4 separate regions of the Mus musculus genome follow, and all the other regions are linked to region 1. A link is a contact called in public Hi-C and HiChIP or PLAC-seq data. All regions are on one chromosome and are shown on one strand. The core of a region is the stretch at or near the end of the contact, and the rest is flanking DNA. Distances in the headings are between cores, read along the strand shown.

Region 1 (2,692 bases), core at 123-2,622:
AGGAGAGCAAGAAGCCACATGAGGGGCTTTGACTAGGTGGCCAGAGCACTCTGTTTTGATGGTCATCAAATGTTCCCTGCCCTCACCTCTATAAATCTTTTAGGGATGTCAGTCCAACAGGAAACCCAGTGGTCTCCTGTAGCGCCTTCTGGGAACCTGCCACGACCTTTGGAAAATGTTGCTTAGTGATTCTACTTTCTCTCCTCATTTTTGCCAACAAGAAGTTCTATTTTTAGCAGAGTTTGGTAAACCCTTCCTTATAGATGTCCTTTCTCCACATCTTATTCTATGTGATTTAATTACCAGTTAATGCATTAATGCATATGTGTGTATGTGTATACATATAGAAGTTATATTAGAAACTTTTCTGTATTTTTATCTGTTATGTACAGTCTAGCTCCTTCAGAAGAATTTGGAAAAGTTCATAGTTATAGACAAAGACTGGAAACAAAAAATACTTGTTTCAAGTATCAACATCCTAATGCAAGACCTAGGTCGCCTCTTTTAACCTCCCTGATCCTTGGTCTCTTCCTCCTCCTGATGGAGGTGGTTAAATGAGCATTCTACATAATATGTTGGGCATCATGCCACAACTGAAATACCAACAGTAGCCACATAGATTTCTTTTAGCAGAATATTTGAACAGTTTATAGGAAGAAATTTTTGTTTAAAAGAATAATCACAGAAACTTTGTGAGCCTTATAAACCTTTCTCAAATGGAGTATGTTAAAGAGGACATTCCAGAATATGCCTTTTTGGAAAAGGGCAACATCTCAACAAATAAAGGAAGAGAGAACATTATGTTGTCAGGATATATTGTTAGCTCCCAAATAGCCTATTCCCTGTTTAGTAACTACCACAATTATTGTAAGTGTTTATATCCGGTCGAACCATAAAGTACCTTTGCGTGCTGTAAAACTTTTTCCTTTTCTGAGACAACTCAGGTGCAGTGTAGCCCTGTGTGCCTGCCATTGGTCAAGTGCAGTGGGAACAGAATAAACAGATAATGGGGGTCACAGATGCCTGCAAGTCAACTTCAGAGAAAGCCAGCCAAGGCCACAAGCACCTAGGCCTGTTTGCATGGCTGATTTGTCCAAGGCTATTTACTTACCTAGACACCCTAAGGTCTGTCTTAGAGTAACAGAATGACCTTTAAAGACACGACTTTACTCAGGGCCCACGTTCCGGCATCATGCCTTTATGCTTGCTTCTGTTAGAACTGGATCACAAAACAGGGAGCAATTAGAAATGTTACACTTCATCCCCAAATTGAGAAAGAATGCATCGGAGCTGGCCCTAGGGACCAAGAGGCAGCAGCTGAGCCTGCGGTTTTGTGGAGATTCTTAGCCTGCTATGTCAGAGACCACACTATGAAGTCATGTCAACCGCTGGGATCAAGGCTCATCAACAAAGCTTTCCGAGCAATGCAAGAGTCAGATAAACCTCAGCATTCCATGCTATTCCCTGGCACTCTCGGGGGGTTTTCCTTCATCTAGTTGGCGTAGGTGTGGCCATTGTCTACCCTCAGGCAGCCATGACAGAAGGACAAGGCTTATCTTCTCTGGAGTCTGTGACATTATCCCAGTGGCATGGGTGTCTCTGATTATATGTACTACATCAGAGTTTCATTTCCCAAATCACAAGATTCTCAGCCCTCTGCAAAGACTTTCGGAGCGCCTTCCTCTTCCCGGTAAGGCTCGATGTTGGGAAGGGTCAGGTTTTGCAGACAGTCACACAGCTGGCAAGCTGCTCTTTGGAGTCACTTCATTAGACCCCTCTCAACTCACCCCTGAAATAATAACCTGCCTTATCAAAGCCCTGCACTCTAGAAGGTCTTGTTCCCCTTCATCTTCTGACCTTATAAACTATAGACTGCGAGCAATAAAATCATTTTTAAAAAGTAGATTTAAATCATCTTAAAGTCACTCTTCTTGTGACCTTTAGCAGCTGTATCACCAAAGCTTTCCCAAGAAACGAACACTTAAAAAGATGAAAAGGTGGATATAATTTCTGACCTATTTTTGCTTTAGGAGCAATTCATGATGTGATCAAATATACCTTGCAAATTGTTTACAAATTTCCAAAGCTTTTTTTTTTTTTTATTTGAAATTTGCGTAATGCAGAGCATCGGAATGAAACTGAAGGTTTTGCTTCTGCTTTTGCTTTGATTAAACACTTCTTTCTGCATGGTTATATCAAGCATAGCAGGACCATCCCAGACCCACGTCCTTCACCGCTAGTCCATCACGGTGGCCAAGAGCTGCATGCTTAAAAACATTGGCCTTTTGGCTTTCATAGTTCATCTTTGTAATACATTTTATGCAAACCGCATTCTGGTTATTAAAAAAAAAAAATCCCAAGCTGGGACTCACTGCCCAGGATAGAACTTTAGCCAAAGAGGAATTCCTTAGCTTCACATATCACAGTATAGCTTACACAACAGGAAGCTTGTTTTCATCCTAAGGAGCACTGGGAAGCCAGATTCTAAAATAACAAAAAAGAAAAAAAAAAAATCTAGGGTCAGGTGCGGTCTGCCATTTTTACAATAACATTAAAAGGCTGGTTTCAGTCAGGTTTGTCACTTGCCTACTTCTCACTTGCCAAACCCCAGGGCACCGAGCATAGGCCAAACCAGGGTGAGCAGAGCAGCCAGCATCCTGAAACCAGGAGGGTTCAACTCCAGAAGGACGGC
Region 2 (2,692 bases), core at 82-2,581, 200 kb before region 1:
CTATACATTAGACTCATATATATTACCACAGTATTTATATGTGTGTACTACTATATACATATTTATTCATATTATGTGCACATATAAATACATATAATTTATTATATGAAAATATCTAAATAATTAAAGTTATAGTGGCAACAATAATAACTATATCATGAAGGACTAAGTTACTACTACACTATTACAATTTTTATAATATTGTCAAATACAAGTATCTTTATCTGAAATCAAAACGCATTATATTTAATATAGGAAGATTATTTTCCCAAGATGAAAACCAATGTAAATTATCCATTATGAAAGGAAAATGAGAATAAAATTAAAAGTTAAAGTTGTCTAGAACTTCTTCCTCCCCTTCCTGCCAAAGGTCCTGTTTAAAAGATGGAAACAAGGAAATACAAATGTTTAAATATTTTACCCAAAAATAGGAAAGCAAGTAATACACCAGCTGGCAATATTCATAGCCTAGGTCATTCTGCTCCCTGGAATGTCTTTGAGGGTTTCCTCAACAGCACCATACACAGAGGGTTTCGTGTATCGGATACATTATTTCTGTCAGAAGGCTAACGCCCAAGAGAGGCATTCCTTCTAGATATCCAAACGTTAGGGTTATGATAAAAAAAATACAATGTGATGGAATATGTGGTATTTCTAAATTAGCATACTCAATTATAATGTCTTTGGAATGTGGGAATAGTTAGATTTTATTATGTTTTTATCTTTTCATTACTCTTTAAACAGTTTGTCTGATTTATGCAGGGCTGTGCTAAAAATATCTGACATGGTTACACATGAAAGGGAGGCTCCCAGGGAGGCCCCAAGCTGAAGGAAGTCAGAAAATGGAGAGTCACTTAGTCATGTCCTGAGAGTCCCTGCCTATGAGGCTGAACGATGCTCAGTTACGCAGCACTGTGGACGCTGGAAGATTCTGCTGCGGGAACTTAAAGGAGAGTCACTCATGGGAATGTTAGTTCTCAGATTTCCTGCTGTGTGTACATGGTTTAGCGATATTTATTGGTGTGGCAATATGAGTGGCGACAGCTAGAGTACATCAAGAGCTCTCTATTTGACAACTGCCTTCAGTGGCCAGTTGGTCGCTCTTATTTTGGTGTGTGTGTGTGTGTGTGTGTGTGTGTGTGATGGAGAAGCATTGACTTCCATCTTTAACCGAAGGGGATTTTTGCTTAGTCTCCTCCATTCAGTTGCATTGTGCATCTTACTAGCCAATCCCTGTAGGGATTTTCCCACTGGTCACAGTCAGTGACCCAAGGCTGCGTGTCACAAGTAAGCTGTAAAAACCAATGCAGAAAGCTGGGGAGTCCTTAAACTCTGGAATGTCATGAGTCATAGTCACACAACCTGCCCTCTGAGCACTGCTTTACGCATTCTCTGTGTCTATCAGAGGCTTGCTAAACATGGGTGCTGTTACCAAGGATACAGCACTAGGAACAGAATTCCTGCTCTCCTGAAATTTAGACTAGATGAGGGAGAAAACCATAAATAAATTAAGCAAATATACACAATGCTGAATAGCAAATGCACAGGGGTTGGGGGCGAATCAAGCCAGAGTCAGGCAGTTGGCTTGCAATATAACAATATAATAGTGTTGTCTTAGTTATGATTTTACTGCCGTGAACAGACCCCCAAGACCAAGGCAAGTCTTATAAATGACAACATTTAATTGGGGCTTATAGCAGAATTTTCCCTGTCCAATCACTTTAAATATTAATACAACAAGAAGCCTGTGATTGGACAGGGAAAAGGGAGGTGGGGTGAAGAGTTTCAGAGACAGAGACAGAGGAGAAGGAAAGGGGGAGGAAGGAAGATGGAGGGAGAGGAAGACAATCCAGATTCCTTGAGGTTTTAAGTAGCCACAGATAGTTATGAATATCATAAAAGGATAGAATAGTTGTGATAGCTTGTCTAATGTAGGTGGGCAGCTTTTATCATTATCAACTGGCTCTGAAATTACTGTGTAGGCATCTTGTGAATTGAGAATTTATTGTTATATAAATATGACTGATTAAGCTTCTAGAGTTTTGATTTACTGGGTTACTGGGATTTGAGACTGCCGACCACAGAGGGTGGATGGCCGAGAAGGTACAGGAGGGCAGCTCCAAGGCAGACGAAACGGAGCTGGGAAGACTACCTCACAGAGGCTAGTCTAGTAGCTGGGTGTAACACAAAATATTGCAACTTTTTAAATATTTCCTACAACAGGGGCTGGCTTACAGGTTCAGAGGTTCAGTCCATTATCCTCAAGGCAGGAACATGGCAACATCCAGTCAAGCATAGTGCAGGCAGAGCTGAGAGTTCTATATCTTCATCTGAAGACTGCTAGCAGAATACTGACTTCCAGGCAGCTAGGACCAGAGTATTAAAGCCCACACCCACAAGGCCACACCTACTCTAACAAGGCCACACTTCCCAACAGTGCCACTCCCTGGGCCAAGCATATACAAACCATCACAAGTGGTTTCTTGTGAATACTGTATCACACATACACAGACATACTTGAGTATAGAAGAACTGAGTCTGGACTTTCCCTATTGCATAAATGTTTCCTGTGGAGACAAACATCAAATTAGCCCAGAGAGGACCCCAAAGGCAAACCAAAGAAATTATTTCCCCTGAGCCTAGTGAGTGAGTGAGATGCCTGAGATGACTTACAGGGACACAGGCAGGCAGT
Region 3 (2,692 bases), core at 69-2,568, 160 kb before region 1:
AGACTGTGGCTGAGGGTCTGGAGGTAGCCAGAAAAGGCCTCCTGACTAAGAAAACATTTGAGCAGAGCTCTAAAGAAAGTACTGCCCTATGTTTTGAAAACACTCTCTCTCTAAAATAAATAAATAAATAAATAAATAAATAAATAAATAAATAAATAAAAAGATTTGTGCCTCTTAACTAGGAAAATAACTTTTGGATCTAGAACATTTTTTTTTCAGTAGAACATTGTTCTAGGTTGGGCTGGAGAGAGAGATTAACAATGCAGTGTACTGTGTCTACTACTCTTACAGAGGACCCATGTTCAATTCCCAGCACCTACATCAGGTGGCTCACAGCTGCTTGTAACTCCATCTCCAGGGGAATCTTGTAGAGACTTCTGCCCTCTGAAGCCACTTGCACTTGTAATATTTGCATACACACACACACACACACACACACACACACACACACCACAGAATTGAAGACTGTGGGCCTACTCAGACTTTCTCATGTGTGCAGGTAGCATGCATGCAGCCCCCCATACACCCCGTGAGTCTGACATGAGGAAGCATAATTCCTTGTATGGCAGTGCCCAGCATCTGATATCGATATTAATGTTTTCTGAGTCACAGACAATGCAAGATTTGAAGAGAAAAACAAGCTTGTTTCTGATCTGTTCCGTATCATGTTTGTGATTGGAATATTTGAGTAATGGAGAAGCCACACTTGTGTTGACATAGGAATCAGAAGTATCTACTAGTTTTCAAGAGAGACAGTACAGACCCTTTGATTTTTAGAGCAGAGATCTTGGCATCCTGTCCTTTGGCCTTAGACTTCTCCAGTATTCTGTGCAGTATTCATACGATGAAAGTTCCTTGGCTCATCCAGAAAGGTGTGTGTGTGTGTGTGTGTGTGTGTGTGTGTACATCTCTCTCTCTCTCTCTCTCTCTCTGTGTGTGTGTGTGTGTGTGTGTGTGTGTGTATGTATACACATTGGAGTCAGGCAGAGGAGAGGGGAGTGGGAAGCAAGCTGAACTTGCTCCAGCAAGCTCTCGCAGCCCCATCTTCCTCATGGCAGGCCACATGCCTCCCTGTACAGATGAGTGGTCACCATAAGAATCACAGAAGGAAATAAACACCATAACTCACCCAAAGCAGCACCTCTCCTACATGCCCATAGGGATACTCATTCTTAAAGATTGTGTACAGGGGTCTGCTTGGTTGTTGTTGTCTGTTGTCAGCACTTCCTGGAGGACGTTTGCAAACTCAGCTTGAAAATGGCCCGGTGACAGCCCCTTGTCACAGCCCTCAGCTACTGTGACTCATTCTTAGTCATGCCTGCAGGTTAAGGGGCATATCTGAGATTCTCTCTTCGGAACACTGCTGATTCCAAGTTACCACCCATGCATTCTAAACACACTCCCGTCCCAAAACATTGCTCCGTCCCTCACTCTGCCCCATACGTAGCAAAGGAGACCTTTACTTTGATCCATTCTGTTTGTTGGAGAGCACCTTTTTTGGTCTCTTGTTTTCAGAGAAAAAGACTTTAAAGGACACTGAGCCTGGAGAAAGAGTCACACCACTAAACAAACATCCCGCAACCTTCCTTTCTTTTCCTGATGCCTCGTTGACTTGTTTGTCCTGTTTTTCGCCCTCTTTGAGTTTGCTACTTACAACAGCATGCTCTGTGGTTCCTCACTTTCTTCATCTGTCTTCTGGGAAGTGCAGCAATGAGATGCCTTCCCCAGTACCTGTGATGCGCTGTATCCTTACCTCTATTTCAGCCTCTTCTGAGAGCTGCTGAGCATTGTTTGCACCAGTTATTTCACTCTTAAAGATGGAGGTTTGGGCATGCCTTGAGAGGACTCGAGGGGAACTTGCACTGGTCAGTCCTACTAATAGCACTTACAGAAAGACACTACATTAAACAAACAAACAAAAAGAACTTTGAGTGAGTCCAACATTGATTCTTTTATCCATACAGCAAGTAGAAGCTTGGTGCGTCTTAGCTTTATAAAGATGTAAAATGAATAATAATAGGTGTGGCTTTTACGGCTTGGTATCCAATGAACTGTATATTACTGAGGAAGTGTAACCTTAGGCTCCTCACACAGCAGTGGCGCTGTGAGACGAAGCCACATTGGGACACATTCTAGAATTCATGTCTGTGTTCTATCTCATTAGTGGCACGATGAAGCATAAAATATTTATTTCTAGCTTATTACCTTTCTTTTCAGAAAAAGTGCCATGGCATCTACAAGTTAATCAAAGATAAAGTATATTGTGTTGAAGTATTTTTAATATTAGCATGCACATCCATGATCTGAAAGTTTTCAGCACCACATACACAATTATTTGCCAAGCATTCCCTAAGCCCCTGGTTTCTGCCAGAATTATCCTAAAAATTATTCATTTGAAATATCATAATTTCCAAACAATCATTCTGAAGTCTACACATGCATACACAGACACAGACATACACATGTATACACACATACAAACTACATATCCTTATTTAGAAAAATCTGCCTACATTTTTATTTTTAAACTCCTTAGGATTTATTTTAACTATATGTATATGTCTAAGGGGATGTGGATGTATATACATATATGTGCAAGTATCCATAGGGTCCAGGTATGTAGCATCCGGATCTGGAGTTACAGGCAGTTGTGAGCATTCCTTCATGGCTCCTGGGGACCAAGGTCCTCTGC
Region 4 (2,692 bases), core at 115-2,614, 140 kb before region 1:
GTCTTTACTGCCTTTCATAGTGACTAAACCATTTTATACTCTCACTATGCATGCATAGAATTCCAGCTTTATCACACCCTCACCAACACTTACCATCTTCTGATTTTAATAATAGTAGTTGAGTGCATGAGGCCATTATGGGTTTTACCTGAATTTTTGTAGCGATAATAATCTTAATCTTAGCAATAAGCATCTTTTTGTGTACTTGTTGGCCATTTACATCTCTCTAGATCTGTATCTCTCGACCTTCTGGCTGAGACCCTTGGGGGTAAAGCAGCTCTTTCACAGCGGTCACATATCAAATATTTATATTATGATTTATGACAGTAGCAAAATTACAGTTATAAAGCAGCAATAAAAATAATTTTGTGGTTAGAGGTCACTACAACATGAGGAACTGTATTAAAGGGGTGCAGATTTAGAAAGGTTCAGAACCACTGTTCTACATGAATGTTTATTAAATCTTTTGTTTAGGGGGATGATTTTGTTGTTGAATTGAAGGGGTTCTTCATGTGTCAGACATACTTTACAGACATTTCCTGGCACTGTGTAGGGTTCTGCATAGTTCTAATGGTAACCTTTGATAGAATAAGCAGTTTATTTTATAACTGCTAACACAGGAATTTTCTAACATAGAAATTTGCAATGCTCTTTGGACTCTCTCCACCTTTATATGATTTTATTTTAATTATGTATATGTGGATATGAGAGATGTGTGAGTGTATGCAACAGTGCCCACCAAGACCAGAAGAGGGCATAGATCTACCTGGAGCTGGAGTTGCAGGTGGTTTTGAACCACCCAATGTGGCATCTGGGAACTGAACTTGGATTCTCTGAAAGAACAGTACACAGCCCTAATTACTGAGCCAACTCTCCAGCCCAATATTTATATTTTTAATCTAATTCAAAAATAATGATGCATCGCTGTGCTTAAGCTGATGACAAAGTCTGACAAAATATAAAATAAGTTCGCTTTGAAGTTGTCAGCTATCAAGTCCAGAACTGAAGAAGTCCAAATATAACGGATCACACCCCCCGCCCCCCCCCCTCCCGCTCAAGTTTTGTCAGGGGAGACAAAGGAAACTGCAAACATGTGTACTGACAACCGCTTGCCATTGTCCTTGGGTTTTGAATCACGACTCTTCTACAAAGAGCCTTTGGATATTCCTGTTTTCCAGCAAGAAAGAGATGAAAAAAATTACTTATGGGGCAAGCATACGAACATTTCCATTGCTGAATTTAGCTAGGAGCTGTTCCATGGTCAAAAGATGAAAGAAAGCGAGTCTGAAGGAAGACTCGGGAAGGGTGTTTATAAGGATGCATGATGTACCCTGAGCGCTGGGTCCTGCTGGGTCCTGCTGGGTCCTGCTGGGTCCTGCTGGGTCCTGCTGGGTCCTGCTGGGTCCTGCTGGGTCCTGCTGGGTCCTGCTGGGACCTGCTGGTCTCTGCCGCTAGAGACATCAGTGAGCCCATAGCTGTGAGGCTTTAACAAGGAAGAGCTTGTGGGTTTTCGCAGTTTCTGAATCGTGTCGTCTGGCTATTGGATGGTCCAGGAAAGCACCAGAAGCTTGCCTTTGCAGTCTTTTTGTTTCTACCCCCTTCAGCGCTCTGACTTATTTTTAGTTCTATGGTTTTCTCCCACAAGTTACCATCAGGTCACGGAGTCATATGGGTTGTACTCTGCTGTCACGGTGTCCTCTGTACACAGAGCGTAATGGAAACTCTGATCACCCTAGATGGTGCCATTTGAAAGGATTACATTAAAACTCTGTTGAGCCATTGCCGCAGTGTCCTAACAAAGGGTCTGTTTATGCTATATATATATATATATTTTTTAACAATAGACATTCAGACAAGAGAAAGTCATTTGGAAGGCGCTTGAAATTGCCTTCCTGATGTCAATTTTATTCTGAATTGTAAAACAGTTCAAAAGAATGAGTCAAATAGAAATTTTAGTGCAAAACATTACTACTTCATGACTGTAGTTCACCAACAGAATTTCCATCGGGTTAATACAGACGGGAATTAATAATGGTTCATTCATGCACATACGTAGGCGTACTTGAAGGGTGTATGTGGGAACATTAACCACAGTCATATCTAGCTTTTTTGCCATGAGTCCCTCTTGACTCAGACTCTGACTTCTGATGAGTGATCCACTTGGAATGAACTCTTTGTGGCCTTTCAGACACACTAAACTGTCAAGTGTTCCTTCTTGTTCTTATCTAATGCTTCACGCTGCCTCACCCGACTCACCTCCAACTAAGCTGCTGCAGAATCGCTAACCTTTGTATCGCAAACTAACCTTTGTTTTGGGTCACTTATCTGATGAGTTTATAGTAAAATTAAAAAGGCACTTGGAAGAAGACAGCTTTCAATGGCACAACAGATGCTGCAGTAGAGCGGTCCCTGATCCCTGAGTTCTTACCCTTGGCTACCCCTGGAAAGCTACATAATGTCAGGTCAGCCCATCAAACTCACTATCACTCAGTGTTTTCTTCCTTTGCAATGAGAAACATGACAGAACTTGTATGGTTTCAAATATATTTTCACGGTGGAGGTCCCAATTTCAATTTAAATTTGTACATACTGATATTTTCTATTTCCAAGCTAAAAATTGAGATGTTGTAGTCGTAAAGACTTTATCTCCATTCAAATTCCAGTTAAAGCTCAAAGAAACGTAAAACAAAAG

Evidence for each region. A called contact is a pair of places that touch in the nucleus more often than the background predicts. HiChIP or PLAC-seq counts read pairs in DNA pulled down with a chosen protein or histone mark.
Region 2: an H3K27ac HiChIP or PLAC-seq map of embryonic fibroblasts shows a contact between it and region 1, with 2.2 times the contacts expected there. The contact joins two enhancer-like sites. A contact is called at or near these places in 1 of 484 Hi-C or Micro-C datasets (muscle stem cells), 1 of 115 datasets of contacts at active chromatin or transcription factors (embryonic fibroblasts) and 1 of 9 other capture datasets (liver).
Region 3: a contact with region 1 is called in a FOXA1 HiChIP or PLAC-seq map of pancreatic cancer cells. The contact joins two enhancer-like sites. A contact is called at or near these places in 5 of 484 Hi-C or Micro-C datasets (the HL-1 cell line, embryonic stem cells and nephron progenitors) and 1 of 115 datasets of contacts at active chromatin or transcription factors (pancreatic cancer cells).
Region 4: a Hi-C map of embryonic fibroblasts shows a contact between it and region 1, with 2.0 times the contacts expected there. The contact joins the promoter of 5430435K18Rik here to the enhancer-like site in region 1. A contact is called at or near these places in 3 of 39 promoter capture datasets (embryonic stem cells and epiblast stem cells), 4 of 484 Hi-C or Micro-C datasets (the MC38 cell line, Th1 cells and embryonic fibroblasts), 1 of 115 datasets of contacts at active chromatin or transcription factors (intestinal villus epithelium) and 2 of 9 other capture datasets (adipose tissue and pancreatic islet).

Annotation. Positions count from the first base shown.
Region 1 is chr5:151,111,576-151,114,267 of GRCm38.p6, reverse strand. All of the region lies in intron 1 of Stard13 (StAR-related lipid transfer (START) domain containing 13), which reads left to right. Among named protein-coding and RNA genes, the nearest start is that of Stard13, 77 kb to the left of the region's middle. Within about 2 kb of position 1,372, at least 56 of the 459 cell types and tissues checked have an H3K27ac peak or open chromatin away from gene starts, as enhancers often do. A contact at or near this core is called in the HL-1 cell line, the MC38 cell line, embryonic fibroblasts and 2 more, where this site is marked.
Region 2 is chr5:151,314,595-151,317,286 of GRCm38.p6, reverse strand. It overlaps a transcript of Stard13 not described here. Among named protein-coding and RNA genes, the nearest start is that of 1700028E10Rik, 53 kb to the left of the region's middle. Within about 2 kb of position 1,331, at least 85 of the 459 cell types and tissues checked have an H3K27ac peak or open chromatin away from gene starts, as enhancers often do. A contact at or near this core is called in embryonic fibroblasts and muscle stem cells, where this site is marked.
Region 3 is chr5:151,273,082-151,275,773 of GRCm38.p6, reverse strand. It overlaps a transcript of Stard13 not described here. Among named protein-coding and RNA genes, the nearest start is that of 5430435K18Rik, 22 kb to the right of the region's middle. Within about 2 kb of position 1,318, at least 17 of the 459 cell types and tissues checked have an H3K27ac peak or open chromatin away from gene starts, as enhancers often do. A contact at or near this core is called in the HL-1 cell line and pancreatic cancer cells, where this site is marked.
Region 4 is chr5:151,251,295-151,253,986 of GRCm38.p6, reverse strand. 5430435K18Rik (a long non-coding RNA gene) reads right to left here and starts at 1,364. Exons shown (of 2, transcript XR_868755.2): 1 at 1,331-1,364. It also overlaps a transcript of Stard13 not described here.